Regions from separate parts of the Sus scrofa genome. Here region 2 is linked to region 1. Evidence: chromatin contacts called from public Hi-C data. All regions are on one chromosome and are shown on one strand. The core of a region is the stretch at or near the end of the contact, and the rest is flanking DNA. Distances in the headings are between cores, read along the strand shown.

Region 1 (6,537 bases), core at 918-3,417:
CTTAAACGGGCGATACTAGGAAAAAATTCAACTTTTTTTTCTGATAGTAAAAGTAAGTATTAACATTTATAGAATACTTATGGTATCTTTTTTTCTTTTTCTTTTCTTTTTAGGGCTGCACCCATGGCATATGGAAGTTCCCAGGCTAGGGGTCTAATCCGAGCTGTAGCTACCAGCCTCGGCCACAGCCACAGCAATGCAGGATCTGAGCTTCATCTGTGACCTACATCACAGCTCATGGCAATGATGGATCCCTGACCCACTGAGTGAGGTCAGGGATGGAACCTGCCTCTTCATGGATACTAGTTGGGTTCATTATTGCTGAGCCACAATGGGAACCCCTGTTTAGCTATTTTTTTCCCAGTTACTTCATTTTTACTTGTTCACATCTTCAGTAGAAAAATCAAGGCACAAAAAGGATTTATTTCGCATTAATATATTAACTAGATTTTTTTGTCAGTTAAATAGAGAATTCTCTTTATTTTTTTATTTAATTTTAAATTTTTTAATTTTTGTGTCTTTTTGCCTTTTCTTGAGCCACTCCTGCAGCATATGGAGGTTCCCAGGCTAGGGATCGAATCGGAGCCGCAGCCGCTGGCCTACACCACAGCCACAGCAACATGGGATGCAAGGCACCTCTGCGACCCACACCACAGCTCACGGCAACGTCAGACCCTCAACCCACTGAGCAAGGCCAGGGATCGAACCCGCAACCCCATGGTTCCTAGTCGGATTCGTTAACCACTGCACCATGAAGGGAACTCCAAGAATTCTCTTTAAATAACCATCTTCTCACTTCATGGCTAGTCTAGGAGCAAGTAAGAGCAAATTTTAGTGCTTCCAGAGGGCCTATTGCCAACCAAGCATGGAGATTAAAGGGAAGAGGGCAGCCTGAGGGCCTGGCAAGAGGTCATGGTCAGCACCCAGGCCAGGGTCCAGGGGTCAGGGGTCTGGTTCCCAGCCCACCTGACAGCTATAGGTCATTGGGATCATTTGTCACCATTAATACAACTTTTTATGACAATTTATAATATATTTATGACCATTAAATTACACTTATCACCATTAAAATACATCTTTAAATGTAATGAATATTGGTTTGGAATAACAAACTTCAATTTGGTGTTAACTTTTTAGTGAACATTATTAAAAGTGATGACCTCAGTAAAGATAAACTCCCATGACAAAAAAACTTCAAAGAGAAGTCTACTTCTGTCTTCTCATGTGGTGAATATAGCTTAAAATAAAGGAGCTTTCAAGTGACACAAGAAACCTTTAAGTTACATAGAGTTTTTTCGAGGGGACATTATAATAGCTGTCTTACTTTTTTTGCGCATGTATAACGCGCCAAGTGCTGTACTAAGAGCTTTCTGTGCACCCACTCTCTAAACAACCCCATGATGTATTCCTATTATTTTCATTTTACAGATTAGGATGCTGAGTCTGAGAAAGATGGACCTATTGAACTGTCCAGAGTCATCTGACAAGTATCAGGGAGAGTCATATTAAAATTAGATTTGATTTCTATAAACATTCTTTGAAGATTAAAAACCTTTTCTTCTTACCATTAATAATCAGTAAATGGTATAGTAAACATAAACCTTTCTACAGTCATTCTTTAGATGAAAGAGCTGCGAAAACAGACAAAAAGACTGAGCCCCAATAGGAGATGAGGTAACAGTTAGAGGGGGGTAATAAGAAGCCCACACAGTTCCCCAAGACCAAGTTGAAAGAAGTAAGGTCAACCTCTCAAAACAAACAAACAAACAAACAAAATCCCAGGAATTAGAGGACATTTATTAAAGTGTCTAGGGTTTCAAGTCCATATTTTGTAGTTTTTCTGTATAACAAATTAAAGAAATAGTTCATCCTTATCAGTAGTTCATCATTGTCTTAATTTTCTTAAATGATAATTTATACATTTGATCTATAAGCAAGAAAAAATTAGTGACTTACTTGTCAACTGAAATAAGTTTCTTTTCCCCACGGTCAGAGGCATAATCCCAAGTTGTTTCAACAATTCCAATGTAATAATGCTTATCTTTTGCCCGGGCTGAGGTACCACATAAAATTAGAAAAATACCGAGCAAGAAAATCTTCATTTTTTTTCCCCCTCTTGAAGCCTGAGAGGCAATGAAGTGAAATCAGAAGCAGGTAATTTTATAAATAAGGCTTTCTTCCTTTATTTGCTTGACTGACAGAATTTTATGTTGCACAAGACAAAATTATTTCGTGAAAGCAAATAACATTTTCCACTTCAGTTCAGTTCTCGTAAACCCAGGAAAAAAAACTCGTTTTCCATTGCCAGGATCCTCTGATTACGAATAAAAAGTCAACAGTTATTGTTGGAGGCACTGAACTGTGCATAACTCTATGCTTCTACCATTCATAGTATAAATTCCAGGAGGGTAGAGATCATGTCTAAATGCTCCCTTTGTTCCTCCAACAATATGCCACAGTACAGAGCCCTGCACACAGTGAACTTTCAATAAATCAGGATAAATTATGCAAAATTTGCAAAATAAATCAAAATATGAAGCTCTTTCCTTTTGAAAAGCCTAACAATACCTAATTGCAACTTTAACATAACGTGATATTTAGCACACCAAACTTGAATATCCCCAAATAGGAATTTATTTTGAAGGATTTATTTATTACATAAGTTCCGAGCACATCTGCATAGAATGTTTATCAGGTTATTCTGGATTGCTATATCTGAATAACTAGCAGAGGATAACAGTAGTTGATGATTCTGTTTTAATTACTGAAGAAATTAGAGGTAAATAAACCTGTCTTCAAAAGCAAATGTTGATCTTGGTAAATCGAGAAAGCCCAGCTTATTAACCTGGTTCTCTCTCTCTTTGTTTTGGACATAAATTTGGAGGTAAAAGACTATTTGTTTTTTAGTTGAAGAAAATCCTGATGATAACAGTGCCCATTTTGTGCTGATGTAAACTTTTTCTTTAGAACACCTCAGTGCATTATGTAAGTATTGCCTAAAAGTGTTTGTAGAAACAGATTGGTATAGGAGAAAGCGCCCCAGTGTTTGAACAATTCATTCATTTAATAAGTGAGCCCTCTGTGTATTGGACACTGTTCTAAGCACTGTGGGGATACAGCAGTGAATAAAGCAGACACAAATCCCTACCCTCGTCAACTTACAGTCTACTGGAGAGAGAACAACAATATATAAATGACGTGTGAAATCTCCAGTATTAACAGCAAGTGCTACGGAGAAAAAATAAGTCGAGGAAGGAGACTAATGGTGCCAGGGAAAACAGGTTGAAGACCAAAACTGATGGTATCACGTGACCCCAGTCAAGATGCATGCTTGACCTCAACCTCAGTTTCCTCATCTTTAAAAATCTCAGCCTCAGAGGGCTATTGTCCAAATTAATTGAAATGACCCAAGTAAGGTCACATAGTGGGGATGCTCCTTTCTCCAGCTAGCAATAATCTTAACGAATTGTCCTGATACAGAAAGTTGAGTCACAATGCCCAGGATGTCTCAAGACCTCTTTCTGGAGCCTTCATGCCCACTGAGAGGACCTGAGTATGGCTAAAATCTTGCCCAGACTCCACTGGCCAACCCTATGCCTTGTAAGATGCTGTTCCTTTTAAAAACTGGTGCCCAGAAAGGCTTCTTTTTCCCCAAATGATCCCCACAGAGGGACCACCTTTTAGCTGTTTATTCTAGAAGTGCCACTTTTTGCTAATTGGCTCTAAGCCCCTGTATACGAACCGGTATATGGCTGTTGGTGTAAGTGATGCCATCTTGGGACTGTACAGTTCCTCCTGGCCTTCCACTGCCCCTACCTGGGACCTCACTATGTGGGAAATCACTTCTCTGTCATCAGGGGCTTGTAGTTAATAGTTTTAAAGATCTTTACGTCCAGGTGGCCTCTGTACTTGCTATCCTCCAAACAATGATGAAGACCTTCACTGATGTATTTCCAGTGTCCCTGGGATTACTCCTTCATAAATCTTCTTTTAAACATTCTTTTTAAAAGACTCCTTTCCATTATGGTTTATGCCAGGAGATTGGATGTAGTTCCCTGTACTATACAGTAGGACCTCATTGTCTATTCATTCTAAATGTAATGTTTGCATCTATCACCCCCAAACTCCCAATCCATCCCTCTTCTTCCCCCGTCTTTAGCAACCACAAGTCTGTTCTTTATGTCCTCATTCATAAATCTTGACTTAGGAATGCACTTTCTGTTCCTAAGCATGTACTCCCATATCCTAGGTTAGCTATGGAATTGTCCCAATGGCCCCTGTGTGGTGCGAACAGCATCTGGATTCGGAATCGTTGTTCAGTGATCTTACCCTGTGAGTAAATTATCCTATAATGAACAGATCCATTAATTATATGCAGCCACCTGCCTCATTTTTGGTGTTAATATTCCTTCTCCGTTCGTGGGCACTTTCATCCTCTCCATCCTCCAACAATTAGTGAGCCAGCCAGGGGACAGAAAACAACACAGGAGTGGGTAAGGAGGTCTTGCTGGAGGAAAGCCAATTGTTGTAGGGGGAATCCCAGGTTGGTCAGCCCCTTCCATATGGGGTGACTCGGCTAGGTTTGTGGGCAACTTAGGGCCACTGTGTGAGTATAGGATGCCTAAACACCAAAGGGCTTCTTAGATATAATAACTGAAGCAGTGGGAAATCAAAAGTGGAAAAAAAAATGTGAGCAAGCTGTCTCAGTTGTCACATGGCCTTTGTTATTTGCTCTAAGGATTAGCACAGAAAAAGAATTACAGCTCAGTTGGAATCTAGAGAAGACTGAAGAGAGTCTGGTGTTAGAAAGGGATGTCCAGAGGACATGTTCTGCTACTTCTGACCTTATGCAAAAGAAAATACAACCTGAAGAGACTATTAAAGTGGTGGCAAGTCAGTGACAACTAAAATGTAACATGGTTAGGCTGGCCCATTAACAGGTGAGAACAGTTATTTCACTGCAGAACTGGGACCCCAAGAGGTGGGATCCTTGGGATATGACTCAGCAGAAGATGAAGACATAATTATAGATTTTTGGTTTGCAGTTATTCTGAAGTTTTGATATAAGAGTCTATATGTATATGAGATTGTTTTAAGTTGTTGGTCTCTTAATTGCAAGTTCACCTCCAGTGTCCTGCATTTGTACCCACCTCTTCTCATGATTTCCGACATAATTATAAAGGAGGAAAAGGACCTGATCCAAACTGGAAACACAGGCTACTAGGGAACTAGGACATAATTGAGAAGAGATCCCTACAAGCCCCCAAACAACAATGTGGGAATATTCCTCCTCTGAGTTAGTTGAATTAACTGGAAGTTTAACCATAAGAGTAGGGACGGGGTTGCAGCATGGGTGTGGCTTTTATGGGATACTGGGTGTGTGCTGGGGTGGGGGATGGCAAGTCCTCAGTTACAGTAAAGACTGCTTCTCCAGCAATGTTTGTATGCAGCTTCAGTGGGAGGAAATCAAGGGTGCCTAGCCAACTTGATTGAATGTATACATGTAGGTATAAGCCTGGCTTGGCCAAATGTGGGAGACATGTTGTCCCCACCCTTCAAATGGCCTCTATGGAAGAGTTACAAGAAATAGTGAGGTAATTAGGAATGAAAATATGATCAAAGCCCCTAGTTTCCAAGGACCTGATGAGGAGTTATTTACAGCAGGCGTGAGGGATGTGTCCTGCAGTCCAGATGGTTAGGGACTTTGGTTAGGGACCTTGCTTTCAATTTTCACCCCCATAATGAATCAATCCCTGCAGACAATGGCATCATGACAGCTGATTTGAGACTGAAAATGTATGATGCAGGGGAAAATAGACAGGTAGTTGAAGCCAGAGAGAAAACAACAGAAAGTGAGGAAATTAAAGAAAGGGGCCCAACTAAAATTTCCCTCAAGAAATTATGGCAAGAACTTTTATTAGCTGAGACCGCTAAAGAGCATATAGATACACAACCTAATTGAGTATTTTTAATCTTACAGCATTACCCATTAACGAAATTTAAAAAAAAAACAAAAAACAAAGAAGAAAGAAAGCATTACCCTAAGAAAAAGAGTTCACTCTCCTGACAGCAAGAGAAAAAATGAACGGGCATAAGCTTGTGCTCCATTGCGAGGAAGGTGAAAAACAGTGGTGGATACCCAGACTCCTAGGGGTTCAGAGTGGGGTCAAGGTTGCTCCTTGGTGCTGGCTAAAGGGGGCAACCAGAGGCCCCATGTGGAACTGAGTGTCCCACACCAATAAACAGAATGTTCTGATTTTAGTTGACACTGGTGCCCAGTGCACCCTGATTCATGGGAATCTTTCCTGGTTCTAAGGAGAAATATAAGCCATTGTTGTTTATGGAGGCCAAATGGCATGTGTGAAACAAATAAGCTTATACTCAAAAATTGGAAAGAAGCCTCTCTGTTCTTTTCTGACTGATATTTCACCCATTCTTGAGCATATGTTGGGTGTGAATGTCCTACAGGACCTGGACCTCACAATCACCACAGGCGAGTTCAGCTTGTGAATCTGTGCCTGTGATGGTAGATCATGC
Region 2 (6,395 bases), core at 3,735-6,234, 240 kb after region 1:
CAGACAGAATATCCATGAGGATGCCAGTTCAATCCCAGGCCTTGCTCAGTGGGTTTAGGATCCAGTGTTGCCACGAGCTGTGGTGTAGGTCACAGATGCACCTCTGATCCAGCATTGCTGTGGCTGTGGTGTAAGTCAGCAGCCACAGCTCTAATCAACCCCTGGCCTGGGTATTCCATATGCGCAATGCGGCCTTAAAAAAAAAAAAAAAAAAAAAAAAAAAAGGCAACAGCGTTGGCTGGGTTCAATGCTAATGATCCTTTTATGCACAGCCTGATACTCCTTTTACCCTCAGAGCATCAGTTTCTTCCTCTATAGGAAAGAGTGAGTTACTCTACCACTTAGAGAGACTTCGTCAAGATCAAAAGAGCAAAGAATGAAAAGCATTGAAGCCATACCTAGCATGTAACAAGCACACAATAAATATTAACTATATAATTTTGTTAAAATTTTATTCTTGGCAATGAACAAAATTTCAAAGGTAATTACCTTCCTAGAGAACTTCATATTTTCCAAATATTACTTTTATTTTCGGGTTTTTTGTTGTTGTTGTTTTCTAGTATATCTGTGAATTTTTTAAGAGCAAATATGACTGGGGAAATAACTTGTGGAAGGTATAGGCCAAAAAAATATATATATATATTTATGATGTCATAAAATCAGGTTTATACACATAAAAATAAATGTAGTGTTCAAATTTCTCTGCCTTTTTAAACCGTAGCATGAATGTCTAAACTTAGTGTACTTTAGAACCCATAAGTATATTTAACTTTAAAAGAGAATGAGAAGCCTGAATTAGGGATGTTCCACTTTCTGGAGAGTAGGGGTAGAGGGATGAGTTTCTATTGAAAGCTAACTTTTCACTTATAACCATAGTGACGTGAAAGAACACTAAGCCGATCAATATTTGGGCAGATCTCTCGGGAGAGATTCATCAGCCAGGGTTCATGCCTTTCTGAGAGGTCAGGCTGTGCCCTTTTGTACTGAGAACTAGATTAGAGAGGGCCAAGGAGCACCCCTTTGAGTCATGAGGTATTGTGTGCTTATAATTACTCATTCTGATTTTGAAAACAACTAGAGGTACTGACTTTTAGGTGTCCATGACATTTGCAAATCCCCAAGTTCAAATCCTAATTAAGCTGTGTCCACCCATATGAAATAGAGGAATTATCCAGATATTCAGCCTGACACTGAGAAAGGTAAATACTGCTCTCCCTGTGCTGATCCAAGCACAGTGTATTGAGGCATTACACTGAGGTAGTTAAGAGCCCAGTCTCTGGAATCAGGGACTCTGAGTTCAAATCCCACCTCTACATCGCTGAGGATTAAAGATGGCCACAAATTCTTTGACATTTTTCTCATGCAGATGTGAGGTCTACGACCGAGTCCTCGAATCTTAGATGACTCTGACAATCCTAACCAAGAGAATATGACAAAAGGGGCCTGTCCCTGTCTCTGCCTTAGGTCTTAAGAAACTGGCAGCTTCCATTCCTTGTCTTTTGCAGCACCATGTAAAACCTCACTATGTCACTGCAGAGACCATGTGCGGACCTCTAAGACTATGGGGGAAGGGAGGGCCCTCCTGAGCCCAGTCTTACCACCCTTCCCATCGAGGTGCCTGGAATGTGAGTGAAACCATCTAGGACCCTACAGACCAATGCACTGCAGCCCCAGCTGAACAAGAAAGAGCCAATAATCCCAGTGACACTACCTAGAGCTGAAGAAATACCTTGTTGATCTCCACTCAAACAACTGACCACAAAACCATGCTGTATAATAAAATGGTTGCTTTTTCTTCCACTATGGCTTATTACAGGATACTGATATAGTTCCCTGCTATACAGTAGAACCTTGTTTATCCATCCTATATATAATAAGCGTCTGCTGATCCAAACTCCAATCCTCCCTCTGACCCCTATTTTAAACACAAAGTTGCTATTTTAAATATAAAGTTTTAAGATGCTTTATGCTACATCAAGAGTCAACCAGAACAGCACTTACTAGTTATTTTGTTATCACGAAAACAGGGCAAGTACCCATTTTATTGGAATGCTCTGGGATTAAATGAGTTATGGCACAGACCGGTAGACCAGTGCCTGGCATATAGCAAGTGCTCTGTAAATGGTGGCTCTGGTTAGGCTTGGATGACAACTCCAGTTAGGTTCTGACAGAGAGAAATCCGAGAGTGGGTCCTGTGTCATTCAGCTCTCTAGGCTGTTGGAGTCCTTTTGTGGTCTAGTCTCAAACAGGACAGTGGCCACTTATGGAACGCTTATGCTGGAATGACCCAAGAGTGAAGGAGCCAGTCATGTGCCACCCAGGCTCGTGTTCTCTCCTTTTCTCTCCGAAAGGATCCCTTTCTGTGCCTTCCAGAGATTCCATCTATTCTCACCTCTGAGGTCTTCTTCCTATAGGACAGGACCCAAAGTGGGGCTCCAGGAGTTCCTGTTGTGGCTCGGTGGTATCAAATCCAACTAGAATCCATGAGGATATGGGTTTGATCCCTGGCCTTGTTCAGTACATTACTTGGCGTTGCTGTGAGCTATGGTGTAGCTCACAGATGCGGCTTGGATCCCACATTGCTGTGATTGTGTGTAGGCCAGCGGCTATGGCTGAAATTAGACCCCTAGCCTGGGAACTTCCATATGCTGCAGGTGTGGTCCCAAAAGAAAAAAAAAAAAAAAAAAAAAAAAAGTGGGGCTCCATCTCAGCCACCTCCTCCTTGCTGTCTCTGAAAAGGAAGGCTCTAGCCCTTTTGGTTTAAGGGCTTCAGTGCTAAACAGAGAGTGAACAGCAAACAAGAAGGGTATCAAAAGAACTATTGTCTGAAATCTCACAAGTGCCTAGAGCCATGACCCCACCCTTCCCTTCCTGAGGGTGAATTTCACCAAGCCTCCCTCCCTCACCATCCCATTTCCCTAGATTAGGTATTCCACTTCCTGCCTACAGGTCTAAAGGCACAATGAATAGTTGAACAATAAATGAATTAATCACCCTCCAAGCTTGAAGTCAGGGCATTCCAGAAGGGTGATTGTCTGTCTGTGTTTCCACTTCTCCACACAGGAAATAAGGACCTCTGGCCTCTCCCTCACAGTTACTCAGTTACCAAGTCTTCTTAAAAAACTGAATTGTGATCCACAGTATCTCTTACTTGCACTTGTTCACTTAGTGATTGCCAACCCCAGTTGCTCATCTAAAAAGTCTGGGATATCAGGGCTGTGTTGACCAGTTATTCAAATGCCTTGACTTCTAGAGGCAAAAGTCTCTGAAGAAAGAAAAAACTGCCAGTGTCCAAAGGGGAATGGCCTAGCTCCAAGGTGGCATCTATAAGGGTGAACTTACCACTTACAACCCTAAAATCTTTGTCTTCCGTCTGGGATTATTCTTATGGCTCCCTGTCAAACCTGGTGGGTTACAAAGAAAGCTTATTTGCACCTGCTTGGGGTGTTGGAAAACTAATGCCAGCAAAGAGATAAGAGTCCTTACCTATTGGTGATGGAACACAGTTGGTTTTCCTTTTCTTCCTTCTGTTTGTCTATATTTCTGACTTTTCTACAAAAAAGAAAAAAAAATCCATATTATTTTCTAATAGGAAAAAAAAAATCACAGTTGTTCACCATTGTTCAGCAGGAAATTTGTCCAAACTTACCCACACAATTCAACATGGCATCATTCTTGTTCATATTGAAAAAATAACTTGTTTAATTTCGAAAAAAGGAAAATCTATGAGGAAAACAATAGCCTGGGTTTTGGTGACAAAGAATCTTGATTTAAACTCTTAGCACCACACTTCATTAGGCTGGGGTGATCTCGCAAAATGTATTTTTAACCTCTCTAAGCCCTACTGCCTTCTACAGGGGACATGACGTCTTCTTCCAGTGCTCAAGAAATATTTTCTGTTTTTCTTCTCATCCCCAATCCTGAGATCTCAGAAAGTATCTTTTATAGAGCAACCAATGCACGTTTCATAGACTTTTAGAAGGAACCTCAGAGTCCATCTGCTCTGAATCTTCTGGAATTCTGTCCACAGCTCCCCTGGTTGAGGCTCCTTGAGCCTTGGTAGAATGCAGCCCACTGCTTCCCAGGGAACATTGTGGCCAACTCCACGGGAGGACAAGTCTCACCATGATAATGATGTTACTTGCTTTTTATTTAGCTAAAATCTGACTATGAAATATTATCTACTGTCTTATTCTAACCTCTAGACTCCCAACAAAGAGCTAGCAGGCTCCCTTTCCATCCCATAGTCCTTCAGCTGTTACCCAACACCAGTTCAGAGCAGGGTCATTGCACATGGTAGGGTTTGGTCTGGGCATGGCAGAGACCTTCTTAAAATGACACAGTGCAAACTAGTAATTTAATCATGCCCCAGGCTGTTGGCAAAATTTCCAGTAGAAGTCCATCTTACTGCCTCCTACATTCTCTAACTGTTCTTTCAACTTTTTCTGCTCTGCCTCCAATTATTTATCAGTATCTTTCCCCTCCTCCACTCAACCTCAATCTTCCTTTCCCCTTACCTTTTGTAAAGGTAGAGGTTTTTACCTCTGCATGGAAGATGCAGCTGAACAAGTTGATTGTGGAAACTGTTTTTTGCTAATTCTAGCATGCCAAGTAGGGAAGGAGAGAGAATTTAATGGAGTAGCAAGTATAAAAATAGAGCAATGAGACAACAAACAGTCATTCTGATATTGTCCTTTAAAAAATTCCTGTAGACCTAAGCTCAGCAGTATCCAACTGGATCATCAGATTGTTATTTTCCTACTGAGGAAAACAGAAGCTCTTTCAAATATCTCTTTTGTATTCCCAGCTTTCAGCGGAAAAGACAAAGACACGCACTGTAGGCCATTAAGTACTTAGGAGACATGGTTTTAGCTAGGATGTAACTCAATTTTACAGTGATTTATAAAGAGCCTGGGGAAAATATTTCTTGATTTGGGTAGGGGCATTGTCAGATTAAAGGTGCAGTATTTCCAGATGCTGTTTGTTTCAGCCCTATATTCTACTGCAACAAGGTTGAGTATCTTGTCTATGCTGGTGGATTATTAACAGAGGTTATTGGTCTCCATGGCAAAATGATTGCAAAGGACGTAATCTTATTTATGAGGGTGCAAAAAAAAAAGAAAGGACTTAGTGTCAAGCAGAATGTATAAATGCCTGTTGCCATCGAGGTTCTGCTGTATTTGAGAGGCTGAAGCAACTCCAAGGACACAGTTCACGGGCTGATTTCGTTTCTGAGCTCCAAAATACGGATTGACTTGTGGACAATTATTAAGACGCTGTGGCCAATAATTTGAAGAGAGCCTGTGAAGAAGGCAGCGAAGGACTTTGTATCACAAACCTTGTATCTCCATCTCCAGCATGTGCACTGGGAGCTGTGCCAAGTGCCTGGGGGGCACCCTCATTCCCCTCACTGTGTTTGGCTTCCTGGCTAACATCCTGCTATTTTTCCCTGGAGGAAAAGTGATAGACAACAATGACCACCTTTCCGATGAAGTCTGGCTTTTTGGAGGAATATTAGGAAGCGGAGTTTTGGTGAGTAGGGAAGCCTTAAAATCCCCCCAGAGGATATATTCACCCTATCCTTTTAAAAGTGGGTACTGACTAAACAGGAAGAGATTTGGCTGCTAACAAAAGCCCAAGCACTGCATGATGAAAAGTTAGCGCTTTAATTTCTGCCCTTCCCCATTGGGACCGGCCAAAGACACGTTCATTAAATGGACTAAGTGATGAATCCCCAAGCTTAGGCTAGCAGTTCTCATGGGTCAGTTGAATTTCCTGAACCGAACTGATTGCCGCATAATTTCTTCATTTTAACAAGAAAACGCTGGGGTGCAGGGTGGTGGTCGGGGAGGAGGTGAACACAGTTTTCTAGTAAATGACTGAAAACCACCAAGAGAAGCAGGTGTCAGTGGATTCTTCTTCCACTCTTGTGCTAATGATTTCTTTATTCCCTCATTTCCAACAGAGGTTGGTTATGTTTCACGACCATTGAGGACAGGATTTTTAATCCCTATCCTGACCCACCATGTAAATGGGAACACAGGGTGTCAAATCTCGACATCCTGCCTCACAACAGCTGCCCTTAGGCCAAATAGAACCCGGATACTCAACACTTGTCCACCCACCAGCCAGGCTCTGTTAGTTCCTGCCATACCCCTTGGCCACCAAGTCCCACATCACAGGTGTGGCTCCTCACACAGCCAGGCAGGCATGGGCACCCCCTTCATGACCAAACCAGAGTCCCTCTAAGGTGCTTCTTTTGCCTATAGATGATCTTCCCTGCACTGGTGTTCTTGGGCCTGAAGAACAATGACTGCTGTGGGTGCTGTGGCAACGAGAGCTGCGGGAAGCGCTTCGCGGTGAGTCTCTGGTTCTGTGCCCTCCTGCTCCCTCGC

Evidence for each region. Hi-C and Micro-C count contacts between places; a contact is called where the count stands out from the background.
Region 2: a contact with region 1 is called in a Hi-C map of liver, with 2.6 times the contacts expected there. The contact joins the promoter of TM4SF4 here to the promoter of CP in region 1. A contact is called at or near these places in 4 of 47 Hi-C or Micro-C datasets (liver and skeletal muscle).

What each region holds. Positions count from the first base shown.
Region 1 is chr13:89,461,084-89,467,620 of Sscrofa11.1, forward strand. It overlaps CP (ceruloplasmin), which reads right to left and starts at 2,168. Exons shown (of 19, transcript NM_001267694.2): 1 at 1,957-2,168. The coding sequence starts at 2,102.
Region 2 is chr13:89,696,187-89,702,581 of Sscrofa11.1, forward strand. TM4SF4 (transmembrane 4 L6 family member 4) reads left to right here and starts at 4,985. Exons shown (of 5, transcript XM_003132480.5): 1 at 4,985-5,532; 2 at 6,270-6,359. The coding sequence starts at 5,359.